5 separate regions of the Mus musculus genome follow, and all the other regions are linked to region 2. A link is a contact called in public promoter capture Hi-C data. All regions are on one chromosome and are shown on one strand. Each heading gives the region's core, a stretch centred on a gene start, on an enhancer-like site or on the middle of the called end of the contact. The rest is flanking DNA. Distances are from core to core; before and after follow the strand shown. Region 1 holds the start of Arf3 (ADP-ribosylation factor 3). Region 2 holds the start of Senp1 (SUMO1/sentrin specific peptidase 1). Region 3 holds the start of Wnt1 (wingless-type MMTV integration site family, member 1). Region 4 holds the start of Tuba1c (tubulin, alpha 1C). Region 5 holds the start of 4930578M01Rik (RIKEN cDNA 4930578M01 gene).

Region 1 (3,626 bases), core at 897-3,396, 670 kb after region 2:
AAAAGGAAAAATGAAACCTAAGTGCGAACAAGTAAGTTATCAAATGTATACAACAGGACAGCATGGGACAGCTCGGGACAGCACAGGCAGGAGGTGAGCCTGGCCCCATCTTGTCTGTCTCTACAACCCAGCTTCAATCACTGCGGCATCCCGCCTCTAAGCACACCGTTAGCCAAAGCACTGGTGTGCTCTGACTCACAGGCCTCTTGGTATCTACTTCCAAAGCTATGTGAGGAAGCAGATCCCAGTTTCTGTCAGCCACAGCCTCAACTTTAACAACCCTGGCTTTAAAGAAGTTTCTCCTTCTCATCAGTAGAGAACTCCTTCCCCTCGCTGCACTACCTCTTCCTTAAGCAGTAGCTAGAAACCTTGCGCAGTTCTATGCATTGCTATCCCGTGTTCTTACAAAAGCAAGATTCAAATCCAGCCTGTCTCAAAAAAGGAAGTAAGGGTCTGCCTCGGTTCCCAGGTCAACCTCAGCACTCCAGAGACAGCGGCAGGCAGCTGGTAGGTTGAGGCGAGCAAGGGCACTGCATCTCAAACAAACAAAGGAGTAAGGGAGGGGGAAAGGAAGGAGAGAAAGAAGGAAAACTGTGCAGGAGTGACTGTGTGACACCTGGGAGCCCTTTCCAGCTGCCTCCAAGGTCAGTGACTCCTTGTGTGAAAAGCTGAATGTAAGTGGATGGGCCTTTCTTAAAACGGCCTTTAACAATGTACTCAAGCGCAGGTCCAACATGCCAAAGGCCAACCCAATGGCCACTGCAGCACACAGTGGGGATACTATCCCCAAACAGGTCTAAGACAAAATGGCAGCAAAGACAGTTCCCTATCCCCCTGCCTGGGGTCACAGATGGAGGTATGCAGAGACTAGATTCTATCCTGTTGCAATGACTCAAGCAATCAGACTCCTGCAGCAGATCTCCTCCCAATAAAACTTTCATGCCATGGACCCAAGGGTGACCCAATGCAACAGTGGCAGAGACGGGTTTTACATTACCCGTCTCCCTAATGACCTCACTATTTTCTTCTTAGTCCTGACCACATACATAACCCTCCACTACATTCTTCCTGGCCCAGAGACCCTCTCCCCCCCCCCCAAAAAAAAAAACAAGTCTCTCCAAAGAGTTACGACTTAACTAAAGGACCCTGAGGTTTTAACAGGGAACTTCACCTCCCCACCTCCCCCTCCTTCCTTCAAAAAGGACTGGCATGCTAAGCAAAGGCTTCATTTTCTGTTCCGGGAATCCTGGTACTTCCTAGAGAAAGAAAGCGGATTGGAAGACACAAACTCAGGGCCAGTGACAAGCTGCTCCCTCCTTCGGTGACACCGCCCCCGCTCCGCCTGGGGGAGGAAGGCCCCACCTCTCTCCTCCGAGCTAGCTCAGGTCCCCCTCCCCCGTCTCCAGCCTCCTCTCCACCCTCTCCCCACCTGCTGCCCTCTTCCCAACACCCCAGAGCAGAGCGCCACCTCCGTGAGGACCGTGCGCAGCCAGCCGAGCCCCACCAGTAGGCCCTGATACTAAGCCCCGGCCCCCCACGCCTCGCGCTGGGTGAGGGAGGAGAATAACCACGGCACGGCACGGCTTTTCTTTGGTTCCCCCACAGCTCGGGCGGGGGAGGGAGAGAGAAAAGGCAGCGTTCCTCGCAGCCCTTTAAACCCAAGGAAAAGAGAGCCAAACAGCCACACCGCCCCCGCGTCCCCCTCCCACAGGTCAGCCTGCCTCCCCCTCGTCCCCAACCCTCCCAAGCTCACCTCTGCAGCCCAGGTCGCACCCTCGGGGGAGGCGGAGGACAAATCCGTGTGCGCCCCCCGCCCCCACCCCAGCTCGGCGTCCTTCGGCTGCGGGGACAGGAGTGGGGCTGGGGTCCCCAAGCTCAGCGAGGATCACCCCCCACACCAGCACCTCGCCCAGACGGTGCGAGCCGGACCGCGGCCGGGGGCCTCGGGCTCCCACCCGGACCCAGCCTCTTCCCTGCCCGGACCCGCCTTCCCTCCCCAGCTCCGAACCTGTTCCTGCTCCCTGCGCCGCGGCTGCCACCGCCGCCTCCGCCCCCGCAGGTTCCGCCCGGCTCTCCGGCCGCTGCCTCCCGCTCCGCAAGCCGACCCGACCGCGGTGAAGATGGTCCGCTGGCCCGCTCCCCGGCTCCCTCCTGCCCGCCCTCCACCTAGCACCGGAAGCCGCGACGGCGACAGGAGCTGTGCGGCGAACACCCACCCCCAGCCCGGGCTACTTCCCACCTCCACGATCGCGCGAGAAGTGCGCGGTAGCGAGCGGCAGTTCTCGCGAGACCCATCACCATGGCAGCGGCTGCAGCAAAAGCAGCCGGTGCTGAAGCTGAGCCTAGGCGGGGGCCTGTGTGGGGGCTGGAGGATCGGAAGGCACGGCGTGTAGAGGGGGCTGTGGGCACTGAGGTGAGGCTCCCGAGCAGAGCGAGCTCCGGGACCTTGCCACATCCTGGCTGCGCTGGCCACAGGGCTCGGACCAGGGAGTCTCCGGGGTTTCTTAAGCAGAGCCCATGTGGAGCATGGAGGATGAAAACGGTTGCTGTATCCTGCTCTAGTCCAGTCTTATTCCAAATAAACAGCGCATCACTCGCACCCCACCTGCTAATCCGCTCTGCTCCCTAGTTCCTAAGGATGCTTTCTCTGAGATCCTTTCCCATAAAGGAAGAGGAGAAAGAACGATGCATTCCAGATACTAGAGGAAACATCTGGATGGGGTCGTCTAGGAGGTTGAGGCTGAAAGGCAGAGGGCAGAAACTCAGAGGCGGCTCTCATGAAGTCTCTCTAGATGAGTCTGGATTTTAGTATCCCCAGGAAAGCGCACCCAGGACCCCGCCTTCCTTCCCTGACACTCATCTTTTGACATGATGGAGACACTGCCTGAGACTCTAGCCACAAGCTATGTTAGAATCTGAGCTAGAAGGGTCCTCGCCAGAAACGGGTGCTCTTACCCACTGAGCCATCTCACCAGCCCCCACTGCGTTCTTTAAATGCATCAAGTATAAGAGCTTGGTGCAGCGTTATAACTCTTCTCTCCCTCCAAAACATAGGCTGGGAACAGAATCTATCTCTTGTCACATCTGTCTCTGGTTTATACCTTTATACCAGTTTGTCTTCTCTTGTTTACCTCAAAAATTACAGGACTGGCTGGGGGCGGTGGTGGCACAAGCTTTTAATCCCAGCACTGGAGACTAGGGTGCAGAGGCAGGTGGATGTCTGTGAGTTAAAGGTCAGTCTGATTTACAGAGCAGGCTCCAGAACAGCCAGAGATGGTTAACGAAGAGATGGACAGCAAGGAACTTGCTTATAACGAAGAGAATTATATTTGTCCCCACTCAGGACTCAATGCTGTTGAGAGCCTTTGTTAAGCTCTGGTTTTTGCTCGTTTTTCCCTCCATTTATTAACTCTGTGTGTGTGTGCTTGTATGAGAGATTGCGGGTGCACTTGTGCTCTAGCAAGATGTGGAGGTTAGAGAGGACACCTTTTGGGAGTCGCTGTTCTTGACTTTTTTCCCTCGTTGGGCCAGGATCTCTGGTTTCTGCTGCTGCAGTGCACACTCTAGGCTAGCTCTGTGTGATTCTCCTGGCATCATCCCCCATCTTACTTTAGGAATGCTTTCAT
Region 2 (3,514 bases), core at 759-3,258:
TAAGTCTGTATACTTTGGAAGAGATCATTACAAAAATTAATTTTTAGCGCACTAATGAAGCTACTAGAAAAATATAGCCCTGTACAGTTACCTGTATCCAGAGCCAACATGTGCAAGTAAGCATGCGAATAACACAATGATACCCTGTGATACAGTCTACACTTCACCATCATCTGTCACCTGTGATACACTTTACACTTCGCCATCATCTGTTCAGGTCCGCACCATAGTATTTTTATGTGGACTCTCTCCCCCAGTTAAATTAGTACCTTAAGCACCTTACTATTCTAACCTTTAAATAGTACTTAACTTCTTACACACATACACTAAGTGTGGGGTTCTGGGATATAAACACAAGAAAGCTCTGGCCTTTGCCCTTTAGTAGTTTTCAGGCCAGGCGAGGAAGCCAGATCCAGTCACACAGACAGCAAAACTAGTATGACGGGTAGGAGAAAGAGAAGACAGTGGAAGAAGAAAATTACATCACCTTAGCCACAAGTGGCAGAACCTGTTTGTAAACTCATCCACTCCCTCTCCAGACCTAATTCATCAGATGAGTGATAGGCTACCCACGTTTGCCGTTTGGATAATTGACTGAAATCAGGGAATGAAGCTCTTTAAAGAGGGGGTGGGGTGGGGGGGGGGACAGGTAGTCTAACTGGAAGGTTCAGGTCACTATTACAGGTGTCACTGTAACCTCAAGGGCAGTAATCCACATTTCAGCAAGAGTCGTGAATACAAATCATCTTTATGAAGAATACTTAAACATGTTTTACTTCATCCAGAATGTCCTACTACATCGAAAACCCTACATCAAATGGTTGATTGCACATAAAAGGACTATACAAAATTTTGCAAGAATCACCATCACTCCAAATACAATTAAGTATGCCACGTGAAGTAAGTAATTTTAACAAGTGTGCCTTAAAAGTGATAAAGGAGCAAGTTATTGCCAACAAGATAACAGAAAAACTGTAGAGGTACTGATAAAACAGAAATCACCAAGCTCAAGACAAGAGGAAGCCAGCATATATCCAGAAAGATCACGTTAGGGTATACGAAGAAAAGGTTCAAGGGAATTCATTACCAAGAGGCGATGAGCCAGGTAAGGAGACGGCGGCAGTTAAGGGGGTTTTCATAACCTATGCAGAAGGGTCCAGACGTTTCTCTCTGGTGGTGGCTCTAGCAATATCACATCCCAGGGAATTATCACAGGGTAAAAAGAGTTGGAGAATTGTTTTACGTGAGACTCGGTAGGCGAGGAGTAGCATTCAGGTTTCAAGGAAGAAGAGAGGCGAAGCAGGTGGGAGCGACAGCTCAACTTCCTCGTAGAGAACAGCTCTTCCTCCCGGGGACCCTGCTCTGGCGGGAAACTCCCGCGATCCCAACCGGCCTTCTCTCTTTGGAAAAGTAGAGTGGGATGTAGAAGGAGGCCGTGCTGTGACCGCGGGGAGATGGCCTCTCCGCGGGTCGGGAGACCGGAGGGCTGAAAGGGCGGCCTCAGTGAGCCCAACTACCAGACCCGGGCCAGGCAGCCGCGACCGGGCAGCAGGGGGGAATGGAGGTGGTCCCAAGGGGCGGGGCGGAAGACAGGGCACGGTCCCCACCGCCGTCCTCCTTTCCGCTCGGCCCCGCCGAGGCCCGCGGGCCCAGCCTGACACAGCCTCCCGGCCCGGTCTCCCTCCATCCTCACCCCTCCCCCAGTTTCCCGCCGCCACTCACCGAACCGGAACCGGCTGCTAGGCAAAGGGGTTTCCGGCCGGGCGCGGACCGCAAAGCCCGGGAACCTCCGGGAACCGGAACCTTCTTTACTCTACCGGAAGACCGTTTGGCGGGCGCGGAGGAGGGAAGGGGGTGGGACAAGAGGTCAAAGAGCGAGCTACAGGCTCGCGGGACGCCTGCGCGAGGTGGCGAGGCCCGAGACGTGGAGGGAGCGTTTGACTCGCGTCTCCATCTCCCTGTCACCCTGTCAGACTGGGGCTTTTTCTCTTCGTCGCACTTGGAGTACTGTTAGTGCGCCCGCCGTCCTTTGGTTTTCTCTGTCCCTCGGCTCCTTGACCCGCTGTCATCTGGTTCCGTTCGGTGACCTTTTTTTGGCTTACGCACAGGTTTCCATGGCAGCTGTTCGCTAGGGCCCTAGATGTTTGGAAACCTGCGCCTTCCCCGACAAATCCTCATTTTGAGTTCTAAATTGATTTTTACCTCTAGCTTCTGAAAATTAGTGTGCATCTTGTCACGCTTGACACGCTTGACTGATCACAGGAAGTGGGGCTAGGGGGAAGAGCAGAGACTAAGAAACTTTGGGAACACCTTAGCTTAGACTCTTAACAACACACCTAGCCTTATATAACTGGAATAATTTTAAACAGTGATCTCTAGTGGGATTCACCAGAGGTCTTAAACATGTAATCAATGCCAGACTTTTAAAGACAGAATGGAGGAAAAATTAACTTGTTCATTCAAATTACTTACCGAGCTTCTTAATTTAATTACGCCTCTGGCGCAGGCCCTATTTGGAAAGAGGCTTCAGAATAGTATTCTAGACCCAGGTGACTGCCTGTCTGAATTCACTCTTGAAGAAAGAAAAGCCTCTGGAATCTGCCAGCCTCATCTATTCTCTAAGCATAAGGAGATAAACTTGTTTCTTCAGGGGATCCTGACTTGTTATGTATATAAACGATTATATCACCTTATATGCTGATATTTTTATATGGCCAAGTCCTAAAACCCAGTGGTATTAAGTGTACCTAGACCATGTTGACCTTTGACACTTTAAATATTCTATGGATCTATTTATTTGGATTAAACTTTCTTTACTTCTAGGAAGTAGCCATGCGTAGAGAGGAGTTTCAGCTGAGATTTTTCATGTGCGTGATTGAGTCTCGCCAAGTAGTCAGGACTACTCAGAGCACAGGTACCATTGATTATGTTATAGTGACAAGGGATATGTTCTCTCAGAGCTATACAGGATGAGAGCTTCTGGCAGAATTATAAACTTAAGGGGTCGACGGGCTTGTTTTCTATTCCTAGTAGGAAAAATATTTTGTCACCGTGTTGGGGTGTTTTCTTTGTACAAGTATAAGGGAGATGCTATCCTCATCCCAGGCAAAGGAGGAAGACTTGGGAGCTGAGAACAAGAAACATGGAACATGGGAAGGGTGTTGATTTCTATTTAATTTATAGATTATTCTAACCTATCTGGGGTGACTTGTAGTAGGAGTCCTTGTTGATACTCAGTGGGCACCCCCAAACATGTAAGTCAGGACTTAAAGAGAACTTCCACTCTTTTCTAACTGGTAGTGATATGTTCTGCTTTGCCTCTGTTAATACTAAAGGAATAGAATCGTTTAGAGGTAGTAAACTAGTTACTGAGAACAATCCATTCTCTTAATCGTCTTTACCGCGTTTATGCTAAGTGTTTATTCAAAAGAAGTTCTGAATAGCTAAGCCTCTTAGGGAAAGTAGAAGAGAAAGGAGCACACCCTCCCTGGTCCCCACCCTGATGGTGACCCAC
Region 3 (3,787 bases), core at 1,027-3,526, 700 kb after region 2:
CTCCTTCCATCCAGCGACGCTCGGGGACTCATATCCTCAGGCTTGGCAGCAAGTGCTTCCTTGTCCCCTTAGTCAGGGATTCTCCATGTAGCCCTGGCTGCCCTGCAACTCTCAATGTAGACCAGGCTAGCCTCGAACTCACAGAGATCCATCTGCCTCTGCCTTCCAAGTGTTAGGGTTGAAGGCTTGCACCACCACAGGCCTTGCTTTGGGTTTTTGAGAGTGTCTACAGAATGCTGGGAGGTGAGGAATAGCCTTGAACTTCTGATCTTCCTGCCTCCCAAGTGCTGGGGTTACAGTCATGCGCCACCAATTCCTGGCTTTTGCAGTGCTGGTGATCCAAACTAGGGCTTCATGCAAGCGAGGCAAACACGGTATCCCAGTTCCTGGGAATGTGGCTTTAACATGGATTCATTTATTAGCAGGGACCTGGGACCTGAAGACACTGCCTTACCAAGCATCTCCTCTGTGAAATAGAAGAGAGGAGAAATATTAAGATCCTGGGAAGGGGGCGCTTCCCTGTGTGACAGTGGTGCGTGATAACCAGGCTGGCAGTGCCCTCTGCATCCCACATTGGGAACAGCAGCCTGATACTCCAAGGCTGCCATGACCCTGAAGATCACTGGAATCAGGAGGAAAGTAGAATCCACAATGGAAGAGTTAAGGCTCTTGGGTAAGAGTGGGAGAAAATGGGGGTGGGGGGTGGGGACACTGCAGAAACCTGGGAGAAAAAAAATCCAACTAAAATCAGGAAACACATGGAGGCACAAATTTGCTAATCTTTCTTTAAAAAACTGTTTCAGGAGATTTATTTTATGTATGTATGTATGTATGTATGTATGTATGTATGTATGTATGTATACGTGCACCTGTGTGTGCTTGGTGTCAGTGGGGCTCAGACATCACCTGATTCCCTGGAACTGGAGTTACAGGTGGCTATAAGCCACCACTTGGGTGCTGAGAACAGAGTCCGGGGCCTCTGGCAGAGCAGTCAGTGCTTTTAGCCACTGAGCCATCTCTCATTCCCCCCAATTATGTTCATCTTGAGTTGGGCAGGTACGGTGGCGGAATAGGCCTGTAATCCCAGCAGTCACTGGACCATCATGGGTTCTACATATTAAACCTTTATGTTAGGTAGGGTCACACAGCAAGATCCGGTCACAAAACCAGCAACAACAAAACCAAAAGGAGCCAGCTTCTTCCCACAAGCATTCTTTCCCTCAGGTCTTCAGCTCCATCTGACAGCTACTCGGCTGGTGGTCCTATCCTTTCTGAGCCTAGTTGCCAGAGAAACAAGCCCGGTTCATCTTCATGACTAGCACATCTAATGATAAGCACAGGTTGACTCAAGGTGCCATAGGGTGACACTAGGTACCCAGAGCGACAGAATGACACCTATGAGTGCACGTCGTTAATCACAAACACACACACACACACACACACACACACACACACACACTCATGCACCCACCTGCAAACACAATTGCAGCCTTCTGGACGTCTCCTGTCACAGCCCCACCTCCTTCCTGATACACTGCGTTAAGTGGTGACTGTAACAAAATGACTTCATGCTCTCCCTGTCCTGAGCCAAATTACACAATTATTTGGAAAGGGCTCAAAATGTTCTTCGTTAGAAGTTTCTGGATACACCAATACACAGGAGCGTGCACCCTCAGAACACATGTACACTTTGACTTAATCTCACGGGTGACACACCGACGCTTACACTCCCCCTAGCCCACAGAGGCAAACTGCTGGGCGCTTCTGAGTTTCTCACTGCCACCAGCTCGGTTTGCTCAGCCTACCCCTACACCCCACGCCCGGGAATCCCTGACCACAGCTCCACCCATGCTCTGTCTCCTTCTTTTCCTTCTCTGTCCAGCCGTCGGGGTTCCTGGGTGAGGAAGTGTCTCCACGGAGTCGCTGGCTAGAACCACAACTTTCATCCTGCCATTCAGAATAGGGAAGAGAAGAGACCACAGCGTAGGGGGGACAGAGGAGACGGACTTCGAGAGGACAGCCCCACCGGCGCGTGTGGGGGAGGCAATCCAGGCTGCAAACAGGTTGTCCCCAGCGCATTGTCTCCGCGCCCCCTGGCGGATGCTGGTCCCCGACGGGCTCCGGACGCGCAGAAGAGTGAGGCCGGCGCGCGTGGGAGGCCATCCCAAGGGGAGGGGTCGGCGGCCAGTGCAGACCTGGAGGCGGGGGCCACCAGGCAGGGGGCGGGGGTGAGCCCCGACGGTTAGCCTGTCAGCTCTTTGCTCAGACCGGCAAGAGCCACAGCTTCGCTCGCCACTCATTGTCTGTGGCCCTGACCAGTGCGCCCTGGTGCTTTTAGTGCCGCCCGGGCCCGGAGGGGCAGCCTCTTCTCACTGCAGTCAGCGCCGCAACTATAAGAGGCCTATAAGAGGCGGTGCCTCCCGCAGTGGCTGCTTCAGCCCAGCAGCCAGGACAGCGAACCATGCTGCCTGCGGCCCGCCTCCAGACTTATTAGAGCCAGCCTGGGAACTCGCATCACTGCCCTCACCGCTGTGTCCAGTCCCACCGTCGCGGACAGCAACCACAGTCGTCAGAACCGCAGCACAGAACCAGCAAGGCCAGGCAGGCCATGGGGCTCTGGGCGCTGCTGCCCAGCTGGGTTTCTACTACGTTGCTACTGGCACTGACCGCTCTGCCCGCAGCCCTGGCTGCCAACAGTAGTGGCCGATGGTGGTAAGTGAGCTAGTACGGGGTCCGCCACTTGTCCTGGGGCAAAGAGCCAGGCACGGGCCTTACCCAGCTCCCACGCTGTGGGGATCACCAACCTACAGACCCCCCTCGTGCATTGTGACTTCACATCCAGGGTGCTCACACCTAGAACTAGCTCTGCTGAAGTGGGGGCACATCATTGGCATGCAGAAGCCCAGATACACCAGGCTCAGAGACCATTCCCATTTAATACGACCCCGTTTCTGCTGAGCAACAGGTCCCAACCTCGCTGTGGTGGGTGCTCAGGTGTCCCTTAGGTCTTGAACCAAAAAAAAAAAAAAAAAAAAAAAAAAAACCAGATATTAGCTTTGAGGTGAGGGAGTGGAATTCCTAAGTTTTTCAAGGTGGGCAAGGCTGCAGGTGGGGTTTCTCCTCGGGGGCTGACTTGAAGAAAGGAAGAGCTAAGGTAGCCATGCCTTTTCTGTCCACTCACTAGACTCTGGAGCTCAGGGCCAGGCAAGGATAGGGTGGTACAGCCTGTATGGTTAGGATGCAGGTCCCCTCCCCTGGACTGAACCCTTATGCATCCCGCCAGGGGCATCGTGAACATAGCCTCCTCCACGAACCTGTTGACGGATTCCAAGAGTCTGCAGCTGGTGCTCGAGCCCAGTCTGCAGCTGCTGAGCCGCAAGCAGCGGCGACTGATCCGACAGAACCCGGGGATCCTGCACAGCGTGAGTGGAGGGCTCCAGAGCGCTGTGCGAGAGTGCAAATGGCAATTCCGAAACCGCCGCTGGAACTGCCCCACTGCTCCGGGGCCCCACCTCTTCGGCAAGATCGTCAACCGAGGTGGGTGCCCAGGAAAGCGACGCTTCCGGGATTAAGGGAAAAGCAGGGTCATCTCCAGGGCATAGGCGGGCGAAGGCAGGGAAGACATCCCAGGGTTATATGTGATCAAACTGAGAATCGCCTGGTGCCGGCAGTTACCGTAGGTCAGCACCAGATTCTTTCTAGCCTTGCGTTGTGAGCATGATCTTTAACGTTGCTGAGCCACTGGCCCACAGAAAGGGAATTCCGGATCGTGGGCGCTGGGCGACAG
Region 4 (3,802 bases), core at 1,148-3,647, 940 kb after region 2:
GTGTAGCCCTGGCTGTCCTGGAACTCACTCTGTAGACCAGGCTGGCCTAGAACTCAGAAATCTGCCTTCCTCTGCCTCCCAAGTGCTGGAATTAAAGGCATCTGTCACCATTGCTCGACTTCTTTTTATTTCTTGCGTTTTTATTTACATAGACTATGTGTTTGCTGCGGCATGTGTATGGATGTCAGAGGACAACTTTTGGGAATTAGTGTTACAGGATACTTGATTATTGTACATAGAAAAGCTAATTGTTAGCAAAATATAAGAGTTTAAATAGATAATTGCATTTGTCAAAGGCGGCTAAATGAGTCCTGTAGAGATGCAGTTTAGGTGCGCCTCTAAAAGCCTCATTAGATAAGAATGCTAAAAAATGGAAAGTTCCTGCTAACTTTAAGGCAACTTGCTTGGGAGAGGTTCTCTCTCTCTCTCTCTCTTCCCACTTTCCCATTTCCCCTTTCCCCTTCCCTCTTCCCTCTCCAGTACTCTCTTTCTCCCATCTCCCCTTCTCTCTCTCTCTGCTTGGAAGAGTCTTCTTTATGGAAGGAGCTCCAAGTAAGGGCTAGGGATTTTTCTCTTTGACTTACAGGAAAACAGAGACACAGCTGGCAGGACACAGGTAAAACAATATTCTAGGAAAGAGAGCTAAGAAGCCCTCTCCGGTTTGGAGGAGCTCAAGAGAAAAGTAGACTAGCTCTGTAGATTGACTCAGAAAGAAATTTATTTTTTTAAAAAGAGATTTATTTATCTAAGTACACTGTAGCTAAAAGAGGTTTATTTATTATTATATCTAAGTACACTGTAGCGGTCTTCAGGCAGCACCAGAAGAGGGCATTAGATCTCATTACAGGTAGTTGAGAGACACCATGTGGCTGCAGGGATTTGAACTCAGGACCTCTAGGAAGATCAGTCAGTGCTCTTAACCACTGAGCCATCTCTCCAGCCCCAGAAAGAAATTTCTAAAGAGCTAGCAGTTTAGTTGTGGAATCAGGCTTGTAAATAGATATTTTGTATGTAGTTAAGAAAAAAAAGAAAAGAAAAGAAAGTTGCCTTGCTGAGCTAGCAGGTCTTTACCATAGTTTAAGCCTCTGGTACTTTATTGGTATAAAGATTAGATAATTTAATCAGTTACAGTTGGTTCTCTCCTTACACTGGATAGGTCCTGGGAGTCAAACTCCCAAGTTCCTCGGGCTTGGTGGCAAATGACCTTACCACTGAGCCATCTTGTCTGCCTGTATTGTACCACTTTTCACAGCCATCCCTGGCATTCTAGTCTTTTCTATTTGAAACAAAGTAGCCTGGATCAAATTTGCCAGTCTTGTCCCCTGCCTGCTGAAATACAGGTATGCATCATCACATTCAAATAAGGGCGGCTTTTTAATTTGTGTGTGTGTGTGTGTGTGTGTGTGTGTGTGTGTGTGTGAGAGAGAGAGAGAGAGAGAGAGAGAGAGAGAGAGATTCTGTGTACGTGCATAGGCCAGAGGTCAATATGTTCCGTCTTCCTCTATGACTCTCCACCTTTTTTTTTTTTTTTTTTTTTTTTTTTTTTGAGACAAGGTTCCTCACTGAACTCTGATACTGCAAGAGCAGCTGGCCTGTGAGCTCCAGGCTCTTCCTGTCTCTCTCTCCTTAGTATGAAGAGGACAAGCAAGCACACCACTCCAGTTCCTTAAACTTTCCCAGGGATCTGTCTATCTCCTCAGCAGGACTGAATGGCACTTCTGAGAAATCTGCTTTGCGGAGTTGTTCAGACAAGTCTGTCTAGTGCAGGGCAGTGGGGCAGGGAAGTCCAACGTCTCCCGCGGTGGAGACACTTGCCTGCTTTGTTTCCCGAACTCTCCTCTCCTCTTGACTGTAAAATGAGGAGAGGAGCCCCCGGGCTCTTGGGCCAGAGAGAATGTGGTACTACAGAGTGAACTCTGCATCCCACAGACGCAGAGAAAGGAATTAGTGTGGATCGCCTGGGTTTAGCTTGAGCACTGCAGCGGGGACCCATCTTGGGGGGCGGGGGGGAGTTACGAGTTCCTCTCATAATGGGCCGAATAATTTTGTGCCTCTTAAGGCTCTTAAGACTCGGAATGTTTGCTTAAAGAGGAGCTGAGGCAGACTCTGCCTTCGAAAATAAAAGGGCGCTCGGGATGCTCTGGCAAATATCCTCAGGACTTGGGGGAAGGGTGGGGAGAAGGGAGGAAGGAGGAGAGGGCTAGCCTTCTAGAAGGCGGGAGTAAAGAGTAAGGTGCTTAGGACCCATTGGAGGCAACTGAGACCTAGGTTAGGAAAGATTGCCTTCAGGGGCTGCAACCCTGGTGATGTTGTAACCGGCTTTGGCTTGAGCTAACTTCAGCTCCACCCCTCCCACTGTGCCGTCAAGTTGACTGGGCGTTTCCATCTTGGCCCCCTGAAGCTGTCGCAGTCACCACCCTGCCGGCAGCCCCGGGTCACCTCTCTGGCTCACTCTTCCGGGCTCCAAGGCCTGGGTGGGGCGACCGAGCCACAAGTGCGGCGGCGATCAGCTGTGAGTCCCCGGTGGCTGAGCCAGGCCGCCCCCCTCTCTACCTGGGACTTTCTTCCGGCCAGAGCTCCACAAAGATCTCGCTGTCCTCCAACTTCCAATCGCCTTCCCCACCTTCTTCCCCGCCCCACCTGGCCCTGGCGTGGACCCTGGGTGTCTCCTCCCCTTCCCACTTCCAGCTCCTTCTACGGAGTTTGATTTGAACTTTCGAACCCGCCAATCATCGGCTTCGCTGCGGCCCGGGGCGGGGTCCGGTGTCCGCCCTCCCGACGCGTGGCCCGGCCAGGGTATATAAGCCCTGTCCTGGAGGCGGACCTTACACAGCTTCTCCCCCGGACTCCTTGGTAGTCTGTTAGTGGGAGATCTTCGTCACCCTTTTTCACTTCCTCAGTTTTCGCGGACCACTTCAAGGACTAAATATGGTGAGTATGGCTTTGGGGTAGCGGCGAGGTCGTCTGAAGGGACCGCGGGAGCTGAGGGCTGCCCGGGAGACGATACCTGCAATAGCCCCACGACGGCCGCCTCCAGTTAGACTGGCTTCTGGCGTTTGGGGTGTGAGAGCCTAGTCCACTAAACTAGTGTCGCTTTGGGCTGGAGGGCTCGTCCCGATCCTCTGTCTCGATCCTCCTGGGAGAGCATCCCGTCTCGGCCGCCGGTCGCTCCCGGAAAGGCAGGGAACTTTCACAATGATCACGAGAGTTTGGAGAAACTCAAAGGTCTCCATTTTCCTCAAATGATGTCGCTCTCCCAGCTGGGATAGCCCAGAGGACCTCGTGCGCTCTGGACAGGACTGAGCAAATACTTCCGGGCACCGTCTCCACGCCCTGTGACTCGCTGCTGAGTCACCTGTGGCCAGTCCCCGGCCCTTCCAGCTGCAGCTGTGCACCTGAGAAGGCGAGCTCCTCCGTAGGAGGGAATAATTGGCGTCAGATCCCCTAAGCCAGCCTAGTTTTTAGTGTTACTTCAACGGCATATTTATATTTAGCCCAGTTAAGAAAAAATGTCCGTAAAAAATTTTTTTTTCAATTTAAAGCTAGAGTAAACTACCAACAGCGGGTTTTTTTCTCTCCCTTCCCCTCTCCCCCCCCTCTCTCTCTCTCCTTCCTTCCTTCCTTCCTTCCTTCCTTCCTTCCTTCCTTCCTTCCTTCGATAAAGGGTTTCTTTGTAGCTCTGGCTGTAATAGAACTCACCCTGTAGACCAGGATGGTCTGGAACTCAGAGCTCTGCCTGCCTCTGCTACCTGAGCTGAGATGAAAGGCAAACCACTTGGCTTGCACTTTGGTTTTTGAGTGT
Region 5 (3,707 bases), core at 1,058-3,557, 890 kb after region 2:
GCCCCGGTTAAGGATGGGAGGACCTCAGGGGGATGTGGTTCGTGTGCTTGGGGACAGTCCTTCAGCTCAAACCTTGCCTTCACTCAGAGTGTAAAACGTCTCTCCCTGGATTCTTATCTACTGCACCGCAAATCTTCAGGTCTCTTCGCTTTTTAAAATTCACGCACATCCAACAAAGGCCTGAGAGAGCTCCGGTTTGTTCCGCAGGTGAGGTTGAAACAGAAGAAGGTTACGTCATGTGTAACCTTGGACGTGGCGCTGTGTGTCTGCTGATCACCAAGGGGCTTTGTGTGTGCTGTTGACCATAGGGGTGTGTGCATGCTCTTATTGCTGTTAATGTTATGAGTGGGCTCTCACTTCTTCTCTTGTATTAAGTTATACCAGTGACACTAGCATTTCTCTATCTTTGAAATCCTCTTTATACAAGGCTTATGGGTTTCATTACTGAAATTTCACAAGCGTCTTAAGTTTTATTGGGGTCGTAAATAAACACGCTGTAAGATGCAAAACTATTTACGTTTTTGATTTGTACTTTTTTTTTGGTTTTTGGTTTGTTGTTTTTTTGAGGTTTTTGAGACAGGGTTTCTCTGTGTAGCCCTGGCTGTCCTGGAACTCACTCTATAGATCAGGCTGGCCTCGAACTCAGAAATCTGCCTGCCCCTGGCGTGTGCCACCACGCCCGGCTGATTTGTACTTTAAATGGCCTCTCTGATCTGGGTGATTGGTCTCTCACATCAAAAATTTGACTTCTCAAAAAAAAAAAAAAAATTGAATGTCTCAGGGAAGAGAGATGTATTATTTTTTAAATCCGGTAAAATATATTTCTTAAAATTAATAGATGAACCATACTATTAATGCTTAGAAAGATACATTTGCACAATGTAAAGCTTCAAATCCATGAAGCCTGTCTGTCAAGCTATTATACCAAATTTCCAAGGCTTTATTCGTTTAATTTGGCGTTGATGTAGGCCATTAGTAATGAACAACAAAAGTTCTCAGAGAGGGACATTTAATTATCTTAAAGATAAAGTTAGAGATCAGGTGAAGTGGGAGGGCTGGGGCCCACATGTCCCTGTGGCCTGAGTTATTGTCCATTTATTCTCTCATTTAATCCTCACACCACTCTCTGGAGCCTGTCTCTTTCTAGCCTCTCCTCTTGGTAGATAAGGAAATTAGTCCAACAACACAAAGAAACACAGCCGATACCTCCCCTCCCCCGCCCAGGCTGGTCCAGTTCCGAGAGCCACAATGTGAGAACCTTTTTGGTAGAAGTAAGAAATATTAAATATTGAAAACCATCGAATTCACGATGAGAGGTTAAGCCGACATCTGTCTGTCTCTATGGACACAGACCAGTGGCTTTAGCCTAGTGTGTTCCTGCCACAACCTTTACAGCAAGGGGGTAATCTTTTATTTTCTTTTTCTTTTTTTTAAATGTTTATTAGATTTATTTATTCTGATCTTTTATTTTCTGACAACGTCTCTGCCCCCGCCCAGTTCTTCTTTCTCTTACATACCCATTATGTTAATAAACTATCTTATAAAATGTCACTACTCTGTCACTTTAAGCCAGGCCCCGGTCCAGAGAGCCAATGTTACCAACATTTCTCCTTCGGTCTTCACGGATGTATGTGTATAAGTGTGTCATTTGTTTTGTGTGACTTTTAGAAACAGGAACCGCGCCATGCTGTATTTTCTGTTTGACTTGTCTGTCCTTTTCCTCTCTGTGCCCTGTGGAGCTCCTTTTAAACGTTTCTGCCTCTTCCTCCCAGCTGATGCGGCTAGCATCAGAACCTTTCCCTTGTTTTCACTCAGCTCTTGAAATGACTTCATGGCACAAGCCAACATCTAACTGGGTTTGTATTCACGGGGCGGGTTGAAACAGGCACACGCGTTATGGCTGACTGGAGTGTTACTAACAACACAGAGGAACTAGAGAAGCAGGCGGCCCATAGCAGCACGGTAAGCGCAGAGACCCAGCGCAGGCGCGCTGTGTTCTCACCGTTTATCGTTAGCCCCCTGCCTCCGGGTGGTTAACCCCCACTCTCCAGTCCTTTATTCCTTACACCTGAGGTATTAGTGGCCGACTCACAAAGGCGATGTTGTAAACACGAAGTGAGGTAGCCCAGGGAACGAATCGCAAACCTGGTGTACTGAGCGCTTTCACTTCTGGGATGGTCTTTCAGAGGAAGCACGTCACTGTGGCTCGAGGGAGGGTGGTTAAGGAATGGAGCTATGGGTGTGGTTGGTAGCCTGGAAAGTCCCGGAGGATGGACACGGGGATGCACAGCTGTGACCCAAACCCTTGGGAGACTGAAGAAGCCAGTCTGTCCCACACCGGGAGACTCTGTCCAAAACAAAACAGAAACAACAGTAACAAAACTGGAGAATGCCAGCCGGGAAGACTGTTGATTAGCGGTGTTTCTTGTGTGAGTGAGCTTTGTCACATATAAAATAGGGTGATAGCCAGGGCTATACAGAAAAACCAAAAAAAAAAAAAAAAAGGGTGATAGTGACATCTGGTCTTTTCCAAGTGCAGCCCCCTTTAACCCTCACAGCCGCACCTGTGACGCGGCCTGAGTTTCTTTCTTTCTTTTTTTAATTTATATATTTTATTTATATGAGTACACTGTAGCTGTCTTCAGAAACACCAGGTCCCTTTACAGATGGTTGTGAGCCACCATGTGGTTGCTGGGATTTGAAATCAGGTCCTCTGGAAGAGCAGTCAGTGCTCTCAACCGCTGAGCCATCTCTCCAGCCCCGCAGCCTGAGTTTCTAAATGAGATAATCTATGACTGGAAAGCACTTAGGGTATTTTTGGAGTAAATGATGTTGCGTTATTGTACTGTGCCGATGGTGTGGCCTAAACTTGGCATGAGCTCACATTCGCTGTCTCTTTAATGCTTTTCTTAGTTGCTTTATTTCTTTTGAGACCTTCAAGGATGGGGGTGGGGGTGGGGGTGGGAGCTGTCTTTGAACTCCTGAACCTCCTGCTTCTGCCTCCTGAGTGCTGGGATTACCATCGTGTGCCAGAGCATCTAGCTAATACTCATGAACTCCATGGATATCTGCTGCATGTCTAAAGCCTCGACGTATGTGTGGAAAATATGAAGTGCAAAACAGATCTTGTCCCCAAAAGCGCTTATGATTTTTAAATCGAGGTTCTTTAAAATATGAGGTAACATATTTTGGGAACTTCGAACCCCGAGATTAAAAGCTTTGCTAATGCCCACTGTAGGGGTAGCTGCCATCAACCAACACAAGGCAGAATTATGAATATTCACAATTTGTGAATATTAATATTTTTTTCAAATATTATGAAAAATTTTATCAACTTTTTTTTTTAAACTTACAAACGTAAAGATAAGCCGGTGACATCTGCTTATTTGTTCTAGCTGAGCCTCGAATGTGAAAGGGAGCCTTTGAAGGGTCTCCAGGAGGGCTAACCAGGCTGGTCTCAGGGCTGTCTGAGGGCTGGGGCAGCTGCGGGCAGCCAGTCTCCTGCTGTGTAGCTCTCACAGAAGCACACAAATATTCCATTGTTCTAAACACAATACAAGCGGATACTTAGCGGGCAGATGAAATTTAGTAGGAACCAAAACACACACGAGCAATGAGCAGTACTAGACATGAAACAAGCCTGATTTGGGGGCAGTTTCCAACAAATAAGCCTGTGTTGTTTCTAAAATGTCCGCCTATCCCTCCTG

Evidence for each region. Promoter capture Hi-C pulls out the DNA fragments that hold promoters and counts their contacts.
Region 1: a contact with region 2 is called in a promoter capture Hi-C map of pre-B cells, with 3 times the contacts expected there. The contact joins the promoter of Arf3 here to the promoter of Senp1 in region 2. A contact is called at or near these places in 2 of 39 promoter capture datasets (cranial neural crest and pre-B cells), 2 of 115 datasets of contacts at active chromatin or transcription factors (embryonic stem cells and pancreatic cancer cells) and 1 of 9 other capture datasets (adipose tissue).
Region 3: a promoter capture Hi-C map of hippocampal neurons shows a contact between it and region 2, with 2.9 times the contacts expected there. The contact joins the promoter of Wnt1 here to the promoter of Senp1 in region 2. A contact is called at or near these places in 2 of 39 promoter capture datasets (hippocampal neurons and pre-B cells) and 1 of 9 other capture datasets (liver).
Region 4: a promoter capture Hi-C map of erythroid cells shows a contact between it and region 2, with 5 times the contacts expected there. The contact joins the promoter of Tuba1c here to the promoter of Senp1 in region 2. A contact is called at or near these places in 1 of 39 promoter capture datasets (erythroid cells) and 1 of 115 datasets of contacts at active chromatin or transcription factors (memory CD8 T cells).
Region 5: a promoter capture Hi-C map of liver shows a contact between it and region 2, with 5 times the contacts expected there. The contact joins the promoter of 4930578M01Rik here to the promoter of Senp1 in region 2. A contact is called at or near these places in 2 of 39 promoter capture datasets (liver and pre-B cells).

Annotation. Positions count from the first base shown.
Region 1 is chr15:98,760,972-98,764,597 of GRCm38.p6, forward strand. Arf3 (ADP-ribosylation factor 3) reads right to left here and starts at 2,147. Exons shown (of 5, transcript NM_007478.3): 1 at 2,009-2,147. It overlaps LOC115488470, which reads right to left and starts at 1,075. Exons shown (of 1, transcript XM_030248862.1): 1 at 1-1,075. The coding sequence starts at 941. The coding sequence ends at 477.
Region 2 is chr15:98,091,561-98,095,074 of GRCm38.p6, forward strand. It overlaps Senp1 (SUMO1/sentrin specific peptidase 1), which reads right to left and starts at 2,009. Exons shown (of 18, transcript NM_144851.5): 1 at 1,723-2,009. It also overlaps a transcript of Pfkm not described here.
Region 3 is chr15:98,787,581-98,791,367 of GRCm38.p6, forward strand. It overlaps Wnt1 (wingless-type MMTV integration site family, member 1), which reads left to right and starts at 2,277. Exons shown (of 4, transcript NM_021279.4): 1 at 2,277-2,712; 2 at 3,284-3,537. The coding sequence starts at 2,609.
Region 4 is chr15:99,027,494-99,031,295 of GRCm38.p6, forward strand. Tuba1c (tubulin, alpha 1C) reads left to right here and starts at 2,398. Exons shown (of 4, transcript NM_009448.4): 1 at 2,398-2,931. The coding sequence starts at 2,929.
Region 5 is chr15:98,983,658-98,987,364 of GRCm38.p6, forward strand. 4930578M01Rik (RIKEN cDNA 4930578M01 gene) reads left to right here and starts at 2,308. Exons shown (of 4, transcript NR_045991.1): 1 at 2,308-2,429.